Linked DNA regions of Mus musculus: region 2 is linked to region 1. Evidence: chromatin contacts called from public HiChIP or PLAC-seq data. All regions are on one chromosome and are shown on one strand. The core of a region is the stretch at or near the end of the contact, and the rest is flanking DNA. Distances in the headings are between cores, read along the strand shown. Region 1 holds the start of Cep43 (centrosomal protein 43). Region 2 holds the start of Ccr6 (chemokine (C-C motif) receptor 6).

The links. HiChIP or PLAC-seq counts read pairs in DNA pulled down with a chosen protein or histone mark.
Region 2: an H3K4me3 HiChIP or PLAC-seq map of the 230-238 cell line shows a contact between it and region 1, with 17 read pairs. The contact joins the promoter of Ccr6 here to the promoter of Cep43 in region 1. A contact is called at or near these places in 3 of 39 promoter capture datasets (the C10 cell line, the HPC-7 cell line and embryonic stem cells), 3 of 115 datasets of contacts at active chromatin or transcription factors (the 230-238 cell line, the HPC-7 cell line and microglia) and 3 of 9 other capture datasets (adipose tissue, liver and pancreatic islet).

The regions. Positions count from the first base shown.
Region 1 is chr17:8,164,264-8,166,775 of GRCm38.p6, reverse strand. It overlaps Cep43 (centrosomal protein 43), which reads right to left and starts at 1,258. Exons shown (of 12, transcript NM_201230.5): 1 at 1,078-1,258; 2 at 799-852. The coding sequence starts at 1,179.
Region 2 is chr17:8,234,784-8,237,295 of GRCm38.p6, reverse strand. Ccr6 (chemokine (C-C motif) receptor 6) reads right to left here and starts at 1,253. Exons shown (of 3, transcript NM_001190333.1): 1 at 981-1,253.

The sequences.
Region 1 (2,512 bases), core at 9-2,508:
AACTCACACAGTCACCTGGCTAAGTGACTTTTCTTTGGCAATGCTTATGCAGAAACAGGTTAAGAAAATAATTCACTGGATCAAATGATAATTACTGTTTAACTAGAAAGCAAAGAAACATGAGACTCCCAAGGGTGGACAATGGGACCCAGCCTGGCCAAGAACCAACCAGTAAGGATGAAGAGGAGAAAGTTAAGAGCAGGTAGGTTAAACAGGGCCACAGCCGTGGAAGGATGGAGGCAGATCTGTCACACAGTAAGACTTTGATTCTCCTGTGATTCTTACTGACAAGGAGTTACAGGACATTTACTCAGGATGGTTGCTGGGGCCTGGGGTAGGCAGAAAAGCCAAGTTATTAAACATTCAGGTCTCACTAGATTTCTTTTTTGGGGGGTGGGGGGATAAGATCAGAGATGTTTTTAAAGTAATGGTCAGATTTTTAACCAACCAATCAGAATTTGGGAAAAGGTTCCAGTGTGCATTCCTTACTGCCAAGACATTTGAAGTGTACTAGCTTATAAAAATTTCAAAGTAATACTTCCGGTAACTCAACGAACCGCTTTCACGTGACTCCTGCACCTGAGCCTTAGCTACTACTGTCTCCCGAAATTCCTGTGCTACTTTAAGGCCACTCTAAACGTGCAAAATGATTTAGAAAATGAGTATTGGTAAAAGCCCAATCCTTAGCCGTTCAGAAGCATCCCCGGTTAGTTACTGAACTATTTCAGGACGGCTTTTCATTTATTAGAAACCGGGCATTAAGAGGTACGGCATGAACAAGGTCTGGGGATCTCTTACCTCTACTTTTTCTTGTTCTTCTAGTGCTAAAAACACAGCCGCTCTGAGTTCAGCCTTCAAAAAAAAAAAAAAACCACAAGATTATAAGTCAGTTTCGCAACCTGAAAGAACGGGGGCAGACACGAGGGTGCCGGCCGCGCGGGCAGCGAGCGATGGAAGGCGACGGGCCTGTGCGCTCCACACCCGGCCCACGAACTCGGGCCAAGGCCCCACGGCCGCGTGGCCGCCTCGTGCCGGCGTCCCGCGCAGCCCCGAGCCCCGGCGGCCGCCCCGCCGCACCTTGATGCGGTTCAGCACGCCGCTGTTCTCCAGCGTCTGCACCAGCAGGTCGCGCAGCTCCGTGTCTTCCTCGGCCACCACCGCGGCGGTAGTCGCCGCCATCTTGCTTCTCCAAGACAACCACCCAAGCCGCGCTAACGGCCAACGGCCGCCGCGGAAGCCACCCGGCCCGCGAGCGCGCAGTCGCAGCCCCGCCCCTCACGCGGGGAAGAAGACCTACGGGGTGGGGCCTTCAGGCCGGTGTTTGGGTTTCATGACGCGAGGGGCGAGGTCTCAGCGTGTCGTTTATGGGCGGAGCCATGGACACGGGGCGGGGTCAGGCTCTGGTGACCGGGTCAGGCTCTGGTGACGCGCTCTGTGGCATATTAACAGAATTATATTAGAAATTTCACTAAATTGCACTTAATTTCCCCATTCCTGTGCGAGAGAAGAGTCCACTTTGGCTGAACTTACTGGCTCGACCCGCTTAGATGGCGGTGTCGGGGGGAGAGGCTCTGGGAGGGAGGGACAAGAGGAACTGCGGAGCGGAGACTCCAAGTGGGCGGAGTAAACTGCGGGGCGGGGCCTTCCAAGGGGTTGTTTCTAAGCGTGAGCAGCAAGTAGGCATTCTATTCTCGCCTCTGTGCGTGTATACTCGCTCAGCTTAAGCCGGTTTTGCTCGGCGGCGGGGTCTGCTGTCTCTGGAACCTTGCTCTTATTCTTTTGAAAGAGCAATCGGCCAGGAGAGGAAATTCCAGGCTGCCTCATACATGGGAAGCTTCAAACGTGTTGGCTTGGAACTTCACAAAGTTTCCCCATACCGGTCTGTAAAAGGGTTGTGGACTCATTTCCAACCACGCAAGTGGCCTGTGCAGTATGAATGCATATTCACGTAGGAATAAAGTTAAACGCTTTCTGTGCTGCTTTTTATGAGAGAAACTAGAAGAGTGGTTTTTTTGTTTGTTTTCCTACATCTTCCAAGAAAGGAACCATTGAGAGGTTAATTTTTAAGCCTGGCCTTAAGGAGAACAGTTAGGGGGTTAGAAGGGTCACACCGAACACTGAGGACATTGGTTAAGAGGGAGCAAAGAGTACTTCCCATGCTGGCAGTCTAATTACAATCGGGGCACAGGAAAGGAAATGGGTTTAATAGATCAGGAAAAACTAAGAGGAGTCCTTGTAGTGTGCAAACTTCAAGCTAGGGCCAGATGAAGGGGAGAGTGCTCCAGTAAAGGAAGAAACTCGTCTGTGTGCAGTGAAAGCAGCACTGGTGTAGTTGGCAGAAGGAACCAGGAATGGGGGTTGGGAGGCTGGTCCAATGCAGATGACACACTACTGTGGAGAATGACGGGCTTGAGGCATTAGCTGATCTGTAGATCGGATACTCAGAAAGGTCTGAAATGCATCTAATCAATACTTTCAAATTGAGTGGCTATCCTGTTCTAGACCCTTGAAG
Region 2 (2,512 bases), core at 4-2,503, 71 kb before region 1:
TTAAAAACTGAATTCAGGTCAGGTGGTGGTGGTGCATGCCTTTAATTCCAGCACTTGGGAGACAGAGGCAGAGGCAGAGGCAGAGGCAGAGGCAGAGGCAGAGGCAGAGGCAGAGGCAGAGGCAGAGGCAGAGGCAGAGGCAGAGGCAGAGGCAGAGGCAGAGGCAGAGGCAGAGGCAGAGAGCTACACAAAGAAACCCTGTCTTGAAAAGTGAAGGAAGAAAGAAAGAAAGAAAGAAAGAAAGAAAGGGAGAGAAGAAGAAGGAGAAGAAGGAGAAGAAGGAGAAGAAGAAGAAGAAGGAGGAGGAGGAGGAGGAGGAGGAGGAGGAGGAGAAGGAGAAGAAGAAGGAGGAGAAGGAGGAGGAGGAGGAAGAGGAGGAGGAGGAAAGGAAGGAAGGAAGGAAGGAGAGGGAGGGAGAGGCAAGGCAAGCTCTTGCATGGTGTACATGGAAGACTAGGTTCAGTTCCCAGCAGCTCAGAAAACCTGGTACAGTGGTACATGCCAGTAATCTCAGCATTCAGGAGATGGTAGCAGAGGATCAGGCTTATCCTTGGCTAATTGCAAGGTCAAGGCCAGCCTGGGATATATGAGACCTTGTCTAAAAATATAACCAAACAAAAATACATCATATTCTATCTCCTTATGGAGTAGAAAGGGCAGAGACCCTAACACCTGAAAAACTCAGGAGACTCAGACTTCTTTCCTGCAGCACCCAAGGGCATGACTCCTTTCCAACCCTAGACATAGTTGGAGCAACAGTTGATGTTCTAAGTCCCATAGAATAAAATACTCACGGCACTCAAAAGACTACCAAAGTGAGCACCTGGCTTTCATCTAAACGGGATTGAAGGAACCCAAGTCTCTAAGCACCCAGGACTTGGTGATGTGACCACGGCAATATTATTCTTCTTTTAAAGCCTGCCATTTACAACAGCAGAAACCTAGTGTTTTCCCAAAGTCCAAGCTGAAACAAAACTTACCAATAATGTTCCAACCCACAAACTGGCAGCTGCAGTTTCTCTCTCAAATTTCAGATTCCTTAGATCTTTGCTTCCTCTCACAGGTGTGGAGACCCTGGCCCTGGTCACAGGGGACTGAAAGTGATGACTTCGAACTGCAGGTTACTAGCACCGTGTCTGTTCTTGCTATTCTGCTCCAAGCTGGGCTCCCCAAAGCAGTGTGTGGCTTGTTCTTCACCCTCCTGGGGTAGATACCTTACCACAAGTGTTCTGTTTTCAGCGCTGCAAACTGGAGGTAGCAAAGGTGGAGGCAGGAGGGCACTTATGTAACTAGGTCAATGATTTCACTGTGACATGCAAATTTTTTTCATTTCAGAATTATTAAGTCTGTGGAATGCTTCTTGATTCTTGGAAATTACATATCATCTAGGTAACTGTAAAGTTCTTTGAAAGGGGGTCCTGTCCACCTAGTGGACTATAGTCAGCAACCCGTATTTTTGCTACTGGAGGAAGGAAGTGTAAAAACCTCAGCACCACCAGGACAGTCTTTGTTTGGCTCTTGGTGGAAAACACCAGCGATTTCTGGTAGGCAAGGTGGGTGACAACCCAAGGCTCTGGCACCCATGCCTCTCCTGTCCTTGTGAGTCTCAGTGATATCATAAAACGCCATCAATAATTATGTGGCACAAGGCAAGGCTACTTACCATTTACTCTTGACAAATAATTTTTGAAAAATGGATATTGTTACCCTTATTTCTCAAGTGTGAAAAAAGGCCAGCTCACTTAGGTGTTGAGTCATCTGGAGTGATGGATTCAGTTAATAAGACTTTTTCTACAGAGATGCATCCATCTCTCCCATCACCAAACACTCATTCAGTGCCCAGTCTGTGCAGTACAGTGTTCCAGGAATAAGAGAGAGCAGAGAGCAGAGATCAGAGAGGAGAGAGAGAGAGACAGGGGGGGAAGAGAGAGAGAGAGAGAGAGACAGAGGAAAAGACAGACAAAAAAGACAGAGACAAAAACAAAAAGACAGACAGACAAAACCAGAGAGAGACAGACAAAAAGACAGAAAGAGAGAGACAGACAAAAAGATAGAGAGCAGAGAGAAGGAGAAACAGAGAGGGGGCAGAGAGAGAAACAGAGAGTCAGACAAAAAGAGAGAGACAGAGAGAGAAACATAGGGCAAAGAGAGCAGAGAGAGAGAGAGAGAGCAGGGAACCAAACAGTGAAGTCCTTGACCTTGAAGGATTTACATGCTGATCAAAGGACAGCAAGCCCTGTGAGATCAAGTGTGTCCAGTATGGTGGCCTTCGCTGTAATTCAGCTAGCTGGTGGACTCTGTTACATACAGTAACCACATGTGAGAGGGTCTCTGATGGAGAGGAAGGAAGTTCTGAAAGAGAACTGTAGCCTTGGGGCCAAGAGTGATGTTGGAAAGCGGGGACAGAGGCAAGGTAGGCAGCAGGAACCTGGACACCTCCCATCTCTACACTGATGCAGGAGACAGCTCATCCCTAGAAAGGAACTGTGGGTTCACACTGCTTTTGAAGCAC